3 separate regions of the Sus scrofa genome follow, and all the other regions are linked to region 2. Evidence: chromatin contacts called from public Hi-C and promoter capture Hi-C data. All regions are on one chromosome and are shown on one strand. Each heading gives the region's core, a stretch centred on a gene start, on an enhancer-like site or on the middle of the called end of the contact. The rest is flanking DNA. Distances are from core to core; before and after follow the strand shown. Region 1 holds the start of ABTB1 (ankyrin repeat and BTB/POZ domain-containing protein 1). Region 2 holds the start of MGLL (monoglyceride lipase). Region 3 overlaps MGLL (monoglyceride lipase).

What was found. Promoter capture Hi-C pulls out the DNA fragments that hold promoters and counts their contacts. A called contact is a pair of places that touch in the nucleus more often than the background predicts.
Region 1: a contact with region 2 is called in a promoter capture Hi-C map of fetal liver, with 4 times the contacts expected there. The contact joins the promoter of ABTB1 here to the promoter of MGLL in region 2. A contact is called at or near these places in 2 of 5 promoter capture datasets (fetal liver and fetal skeletal muscle), 9 of 47 Hi-C or Micro-C datasets (brain, fetal heart ventricle, mesenteric adipose tissue and 5 more) and 1 of 2 datasets of contacts at active chromatin or transcription factors (skeletal muscle).
Region 3: a Hi-C map of omental adipose tissue shows a contact between it and region 2, with 1.5 times the contacts expected there. The contact joins the enhancer-like site here to the promoter of MGLL in region 2. A contact is called at or near these places in 2 of 5 promoter capture datasets (fetal liver and fetal skeletal muscle), 14 of 47 Hi-C or Micro-C datasets (alveolar macrophages, brain, fetal heart ventricle and 8 more) and 1 of 2 datasets of contacts at active chromatin or transcription factors (skeletal muscle).

The regions. Positions count from the first base shown.
Region 1 is chr13:72,577,897-72,580,596 of Sscrofa11.1, forward strand. It overlaps ABTB1 (ankyrin repeat and BTB/POZ domain-containing protein 1), which reads right to left and starts at 1,329. Exons shown (of 12, transcript XM_021069446.1): 1 at 1,193-1,329; 2 at 190-252; 3 at 55-110. The coding sequence starts at 1,248. PODXL2 (podocalyxin-like protein 2) reads right to left here. Exons shown (of 8, transcript XM_021069445.1): 7 at 2,302-2,481; 8 at 1,414-1,792. The coding sequence ends at 1,580.
Region 2 is chr13:72,479,160-72,481,859 of Sscrofa11.1, forward strand. MGLL (monoglyceride lipase) reads left to right here and starts at 1,434. Exons shown (of 8, transcript NM_001143718.1): 1 at 1,434-1,513; 2 at 2,614-2,700. The coding sequence starts at 2,634.
Region 3 is chr13:72,550,103-72,552,802 of Sscrofa11.1, forward strand. All of the region lies in intron 5 of MGLL (monoglyceride lipase), which reads left to right. Among named protein-coding and RNA genes, the nearest start is that of ABTB1, 28 kb to the right of the region's middle. Within about 2 kb of position 1,404, at least 23 of the 83 cell types and tissues checked have an H3K27ac peak or open chromatin away from gene starts, as enhancers often do. A contact at or near this core is called in alveolar macrophages, fetal liver, omental adipose tissue and 1 more, where this site is marked.

The DNA of each region.
Region 1 (2,700 bases), core at 79-2,578, 99 kb after region 2:
ATCCAGAGCCACTGTGAACACCCGCATGCAGCCCCCCGCCCCCAACCCACTTACCATTGGCCAGCAGGTAGAGCACAAGTTCCTCATGGCCACAGAGGCAGGCATAGTACCTGAGGGGAAGGGACCCAGTGCTGTCAGGCCTGCAGCGCCACCAACCCTGACCACCCCTGCTCCCCCCACGGCACTCACAGCGGGGTGCTGTCCCACTTGTCCCGCACGTTCACCTCCACGTCACGCTGCTCTAGCAGATACCTGGGCAGGGAAGTCAGAGCTGAGTCAGGCCAGGTTCCTGGTCTGGAGAGCAAACCTTCAGGAGGGGAAGGAAGGAAGCCTCCCCAGGTGAGGGCGGGTGAGGGCTGAGCAGAACAGGAAAGGCACTTGAGACAAGGAGACCACGGAGTGGCAATGGGAAACCCAGCATCAGAGGCCCCAGAACTGAAGGGGCCTCTGGGCAGAAAGCCTTTGGGAAGGAGGAGAGGAAGGGGCCTCTGCCTCTGTGGGAGCCCTCTGGCTGCTTGGGGTGGCAAGGCCGAGCACGAGCTGCTGCAGGCATACTGGTGATGTGGAAATGACAAAAAGGTAGGTTCTAGAAGGTGGATGTCAGGAGACAGGGCAGCAGGTGGGGTGGGGAAGTGGGAATCAACAAGGGTGGTGATGGAGCCACCACAGAGGAGGAAGTGCCTTGGGGGAGACACCTGGGCCGACCTCAAGAGCGCTCCCAGCAGCATCACAAGTGGCACCTGCAGCGGGGGAGCTGTGCGGGTCAGGAATTGGCGAAGGTGGGCAGGTGCCTCCCATCCCAATCAGGCAGCCCACGGAGATGGCGACTGCAGCGCCCAGTCAGCTCTAGCCGCACTTGGGGAGTTTCCGAATCTCCGAGGACTAGAGACCCCAGCTCCGGGTCCACAGCGCATCAGAAACGAATCGCGGAGTCCCAGGCCGGCCCCCAGGGTCTGGCGCCCGGGCCCTTCTCTTCTCTCCGCGCTCTCCTCTCCCCCTCCGGGCGTTCTCGTCGCAGTACCTTCCTCCGGGACCCCCTGGAGGAGTCACGCCAGAGCTCCCCGATCCCCGGCTCCACCCCAGAGCACTGTGGCAACCTAGGCAGCCCTGCTTCGGCGTCTGGGCGCCCACGGGGGAAGGGTCTGCGGCGGGGTCACCCACCCGGCACCCTCCCGGGGCCAAGGGTCCTCACCGCACTCGGCCCACGTCCCCCTTCCTGCAGCTGGAGAACAGGTCGCACGTATCCATGGCGCGGACGGCCCGGACCCCCGCCAGGCGACCTCAGAGCCCCGGCCGGATATAAACACGCCCCGCCCCGCCCGGGCGCTCGGCAGCGGCGCCTGGCGCTCGGAGGACCGACTCGGGCGCGCTGCCCCGCCCCCACCCCAGCCCAGAGTAAGAACGAGTCGCTTAGGCGGACCACGGGCCGGCGTGCTCTCCCGGCGGCTTTAATAGGGTCCCGGGCGCCCCGCGGGGCGTCGGGTCGGGGGGGTGGGGGGTGCCGAGATGCGTCGAGAGTCACTGGAGGGGGAGGCAGAGGACCCCACGCCGAGGCCCGGGCCGGGCGGGGCTCAGCCCCTCACAGGTGCGTGTCCTCCTCAAACACGTCTGAGTCCTCGGGGTCACGCTTGCCCCCCATGAGCGCGCTCCATCCCCCCGGGCCGTTGACCGCGCCGCCGCCATTCAGGCTGGGCTGCTTCTCCTGCATCTCCGACTGGCTGTCGCTGGCCACGTCCAGCGTGGGGTTGTCGTGGCAGCCGTTCTCCACGAAGCGCAGCTCCTCGCCGTGCGACTGCGGCGGGAGGGGCGGCTGGGCGGGCGCGCCGGCCCCGCCGCCCCACATCCCTCCAGACCCTCCCTAGACAGGGGACCCCTGTCGGACCCTCGACGGACAGCGGACAGACAGCCCCTTCTGGTCCTGTAGCTCAACTCCTTTCTTAAAATGACCATTGACCCTTTACACTTATCAGCCTTGTGGCCTCCCTGACACCGTCTATCCCTCCACCACCCCAGAGACTCCTAGAAAATAAGGGAGGTGTGCACTGCCTGCACCCCACTCCCACCCCCAACCGGGGCGTCTGCAAGGCCGCCCTGCCCAGGAGGAACTGGGCCCACAACCCACACCTCCAGCATCTGACAACCAGGAGCTGGGCCCTGGACAAGGACTTCAACTCACAGTACCCACCCCCTAGTAACTGCCACCTCACTCACAAATAAGGACCCCAAGTTTCAGGTGCCCGGCTAGCTGGACCCCCTATACCACCCGGACCAGGCCCCCTGCCCACCCACCCTCACGCTCACCACGTGTTTCAGCTTGGGCAGCCGGCGCTGCCAGCAGTTATAGAGCAAGCCCAGCACGATGATGACCACACAGATGGCACCGATGACCACCAGCACCACAAAGAGCGTCCCGTAGTCACTGCGCACCTGGCTGGCCCGGGCCTGGCAGCTGCTTGTAGTGGAGTAGTTCTGGATGCCAATCTGGGGACAGGAGGGCCGGCTTCTGAGCTGAGGTCCTGGGGTACTAGGTCTCCCCAGATTGGAGCTCAGGGTGGGCAACATGCCTGGCCTGTGCTCACCAAGGACTCTGCCCACCTCCCTTCTCAGCCTTCCCTCACATACTGGCCTCAGCTCTGCCCACCCCAACTCTGCTTGTGCGGAGATCTGGCCCTAAATGGACTTGCAGGTAGCCTTAACCCC
Region 2 (2,700 bases), core at 184-2,683:
TCTTTCTGAATTGAATCTACACTTACATAATTTGTCTACTTTTCTCAAAAAGCTTAAGGTAAAAAAAAAGCCAGCTCTAGAACTGCACAATCCCAGTATCACAACTCCCAGATTCCCAACCTGCTGACCACCCACCACAAGCACATGGTACCTTTGTAACCAAAGAGAAACTCTACAAGCACTTAATCACAGCTTCCACCAGGATTTTGCTGACAATACCAGTGAACTCTGTCCCCAAAACGTTCAGACTTTATATTTAAAATCATGACATGTAGTTGCAGCTACATAAAAAGAGGGTTTGGTGGGCTTTGGGTCCCCCCACAATACCCATCAGACCCCTCATAAATCCCAGTTGGTCAGAGGTCAATGACCTGCTCTGTGGCAGTGCTTATGCCCAAGCTGCTTCTCAAAGGCTGTGGTTTTATTTTTTAAGTTAGAGCACAGGCCCTAAGCAGCCTGGGCCCCGGTTCAGACAGTGTGACTTTTGAGACAGCAGTTTCTGGAAGACAGCAGTTCCTTTAAATACTGCTGTGGGATCAAGTTTTTTGCCAAAGAAGGAAGGACACAAGGGCCTGCAGAGGTCAGTGTGAGCAGGGGACATCTGTCACTCCCTGGGGACACAGATATTGTGGCTCCTGGATTGCAGGTGAGGAGACTGAGACTCACAGGGCAAATGGAGGTGCTGATGCTGAGCCCAGTGTGGTCAGGACTCTTAAGTCTCCTCCCTGTGTTCCCACCAGCAGCATTGCCAGTGGTGGGACCTTCAGACCTCCCCTGGCCTGTGTACATGACCCAAGGATTTTGTTGGGGGTCCCCAGAGGGTTTCTCAGGGCACGGTGAAGGGGCAAGGCCTCACTTGACTGGCTCTTCCCTACCTCCTGGGGATTGTGCACCCACCCCAGCTTTGCGTGTGTGTGTGTGTGTGTGTGTGTGTGTGATGTGTTTCTGTATCGGCATAGGGTGTTGGTGTCTGAGTGCCTCTCAGTCTGTATTCCTTTTTATGTGTGTCAAGTGGGTTTTTGTGTCGCTGTGGATGTCCTCTATCTTAGTGTACTGAGTGTGTGTCTGTGTGCCATGTGTGTGGTGTCCACGTGTGTATGTGTGGGGAGGTCTGTGTGCTTGTGTGTGTGGCGTGCATGTATCTCTGGGCGGGTGGGTGTGCGCGCGTGGTGTGTGCGCGCGTGGGTGTGGCGAGTCTTCTCCCCGAGGAGGCTCCGGAGATCTGGCTCCATTCGGGGCGTGACGGTCCCCAGGCGCCTTACTCCGGGCGCGGCTCGGCCGGCAGGGAGGGGCAGGGAGGAGCGGTGTGGTGGATCTGCGGGCAGCACACGTGGGCCCGGCGCCGCCTCCCGCGTCCCACCCCCTCTGGCCACCCCCGCGGGGAACTGGGATAAGTGGCAGCGCGGACGCCGCGCCCTGTTGCCGCGGAGCCAGCGGCGCGCAGCTCTCCCGCCTGGGCCCGCTGCAGACGAGGACCGCGCTCGCGGATGCGACAGCGGCGCTCGTGGCCCCGGTAAATGCTTCCCATCCCCGCCCCCGCCTGCCGAGCCGTCCCTGGGTGGGGCGTCCCTGGCTCCCCGCGTCCCCGGCATGGGCTCCCGCGCGCCTGTGCCCGAGTGCGCGCGTGTCTGCGTGTGCACAGGTGCGCGCGCCCTGCTCCCTCGCACCAGCCCAGAACCAACTTGTCCCCGTCAACTCTGAGTCCCCGTGACTGTCCCTGAGCGGAGACGCTTCCAGGGACAGCGCAAGGCTGCATTCTCAGCGCTGGCGGAAAGGGGCAGGCGGCAAAGTTTGTCGGGAGCCCGGCTGACTTTCCTTGGGGACCCACGTTTGTGTGTGTGTGTGTGTGAGGGCCTGGGCGCGCAGAGCTGGTTCCCTGGGCTCCCGGGCTCTCTTTTCCCAGCCTCAGTGGTTTGTTTAGGAAAAGTGGTGGTGAACTAGTAGTGAGGGCTCGCAGGCGCCGGCTGCCTGCCCCGCAGAGGGAGGGCGGCCCCAGTGAGAGCGGAGGCAGGCTCCTCAGGGTGGGGCGCAGTGGGGTGGGGCGCCTTGCAGGCCGCCCGGTGACCGCCGAGATGAGGGAAGAGCTCTTATTTGCCCTGCTGTGACTCTCCAGGCTTTTTGGTTGTGGAACGCAAAAGCCAGGACAAGATGGAAACAGGTTTGTCATGGCATCCTTGGAATTTCAGAAGGAGGAATTCATCAGAGTATCATGCACCTCCTTACTGTGCCCCTTTGAAACTTCCTTGGGGATTTTAAGATAGATCCGTCTTTTGCAGCTGGATCTTTATACCCACAGAGCTGACTGTAATTTCCACTTGATTACAGCTAAAATAGTCTTTAAGATGAAGTTTCCTGAAATGATTTAAAATAAACACAGATGGGAAGGGGGAAAGAGCTGTAATGAGGCACTTAAAAATTAAAGTGAGCATTTTTCTTAAGAACAAATGGAATTTTTCAGTCCTAAGAAATATATGTATTTTTTAAATCTTTGAAATGGAGTTTTTTTAAAACTGCTTTTTTAAAAATGTTACTGACTTCTAAGAAGGGTTCCCTCCTCATCTCTGTGTGTTTTGCAGTATTTCTGACTTTGGGATATGTCCTTCTTCCTTCCAGGACCCGAAGATCCTTTCAGAATGCCAGAGGAAGGTTCCCCCCGGCGGACCCCACAGAGTGTCCCATACCAGGACATCCCTCACCTGG
Region 3 (2,700 bases), core at 154-2,653, 71 kb after region 2:
TAAAGGCCCCAACAGGGACAGCCCAGGTCAGGTGAGGCCCCAGCAGGGACAGCCCAGGTCAGGTGAGGCCCCAGCAGGGACAGCCCAGGTCAGGTGAGGCCCCAGCAGGGACAGCCCAGGTCAGGTGAGGCCCCAGCAGGGACAGCCCAGGTTAGGTGAGGCCCCTGCAGGGACAGCCCAGGTCACGTGAGGCCCCTGCAGGGACAGCCCAGGTCACGTGAGGCCCCTGCAAAGATGGCCCCTGATAAGGTGATGCCCCTGCAGGGTCAGCCCTGGTCAGGTGAGACTCCTCCATGTACTGCCCCAGGTCAGGTGAGGCCCTTGAGGGTATGGCCCCTGATTAGGTGAGGCTTCTGCAGGTATGGCCCTCTTCAGCTGAGACCCCACTGACTGGCCTCTGGGTCTTTCTGGTTGCACCCTCTCACCCCAAAGACAGATCTCTAGAGACCCCCTCTGGCTGAGGTGGAGGAGGCTGTTCCCTGGGCCCAGCCACACTGTCAGGGTGCAGAGCACAGGGCTGAATCCTGGCCTTCTGACTCCTCCCCCAGAGTGCACTCTTAGCAGGTGAAAGGTTTGTTTCATGGCAGCTAGTTAGTTCCTGGGAAAGACTCCAAAATCCTTCAGGCTGACAGCATGAGCTGCACAAGCCTATGTACCCAGACAGGCCTGGGAAGATGCCCCCCCAGTGTGAGAATGCAGGCCCCCCAGATCCCACATGGCATTTCATTCTTCCGGCCCCTTTTCAACAAACTGGTCTATCTTTAGCCTGGGGTAGAGACAAGGCAGACAGAGACTCCTGGTCCAAAACACTGTCTGTGCTCAGAACAGGTGAAAATTAGCAACAAAAGTCCTGTTCAGAGCAGGCCCCCTGCCCTGGGGACAGAGGCGACCCCTTGCTGCCCAGCTAGTAGGTATCACACCCTGAGCCTGCCTCCGCCTCCTCAGTGGCCTTGCTCAGTAATACTGCAGGAGGGGCTGCAGGTTGGAGACGCCTCCTTTTTCTGGGTAAAACTCCCAACCTCCCTGGGTTTCTGCCTGGGTTCAGGGTCAGGGCTCAGCCAGCCAGGAGGGTGATCCTCTAAATGACCTTCTCTGCCTCTTGCTTGGAGTCTGGGGTCAGAGATGCAGGAGCCAGCCCAGTGCTTCCAGATGCTTCCAACCCCCAGCCCCCACCCCCATCACCCAGGGCACCTAGCCAAGCAGGGGAAGCCGAGAGTGGCTAGCGTGAAGCTAGCACTCTTGCCAGACACATACTGTCTCATTTCCCCTCCATCACCATCCTGTTAGGGAGGAAAATGTTCTCAATTGACGGATGAGGAAATGAGGTCAATTGTTTTGCTCATGGTCAGAGTGAGTGAGCATGGTACCTTTCACCCTGAAACCGCCCAGGATCAACTCTAGCCCACTTCCTACCTGAATGTCACTCCTTTGTTATTAGTCACCAGAGTCCAAAAGGCCCTGGAGCAGGGGGGTTGGAAGGGGAGCGGGAAGGGCCCGGAGAATTGCCCTCATTTGAACCTCAGGTGAATAGACCCAGGAGTCTGGACCATGCTGTGACCACTAACTGGCCCTTGAACTTGGCAGCAGCAATGCACTGAGGGGCATTGTTTCCTCTGCCCCTGCAGCTTCCTGTTCTGTCTGCCTGGGGCTGCACTTCCCCCTAGAAACCTGGCCGTGTCTGGCCGTGCACCCCTGTGCCCCAGGGATATGGGCAATTCTGGCCTCCTTGGCATAGGTCAGCTTGCTGAGCTGCTGTAAGAGGGAGTGCTTGTGACTGCCTCCCTTACGTCAAGCATTTCAGTGGCAGAAGCTTAAAAATGATCATTGGGAGTGGTTAAAACTTGCTGGATCAATAAGAAGTCCTTAATCACTAGTCCTTCAAGTGATGGGGCTGCAGTTCACCCAGGAATGCCCTAAGGGCAGGTCAGGAATACACAACACTCCGTGATTCATGCTTGGCAGGAGGCAGACCTCACTTCCAGGGGAGTTGGCCTCTGTCACGGTGAAGTAGTTTGAGGTCCCAGCTCTGACTGTGACGTTTGCCACAAAGGTCGCCTCGCTCCTGAGTCTCCACGCTAAGTAACATTGGCTCTGCTCATTTAGCCAACCATGGCCTACTTGGCTTCTCCTCGGGGCAGAAACCAGAAGGGCCCAGGGGCAAGCTCCATAGGAACTAGGTATCATTTGGCCTCCTGGCAGCCCCCAAGCTTCACTTCACTGTCCCATCTTACAAATGGAGAGACTGAGGACCACAGACCTTCTGAGGTTTCTAGAACTGGAGTTGGAATCCACATATACTGGGCTCAGTGTCTGTGAGCCCGATTCGTCTACCTCCCTGCCTTCCTTTTCCAGGGGTGGGGGCTAGTGACAGTGTCTGATCGTGGTGGGGGCCTGGCCCCCAGATTATCGTCAGGTGATGAGATCTGGGTTCCCTGTGCAGCCGGGGTCACTGTGACTGCTCTGGCTACACAAACCTGACCCAGCCGTTCGAGGTCATGACGAGGGTAGGGGGGGTCTTACCTCCAGGGGCCCCTCTCCTGAGAGGTGTCCCAGGGTCCCTCCATGCTTCCGAAGGATTATATGAAGAATTTGGGACACTGGGTTGAAATGACATCAGGAACCATAGTATCTCAGTCCATGTCATTTTTGGGTGAGCCACTCCCTAGCACCTCTGCCTCTTCCTGTCTTCCCTCGGAAGGA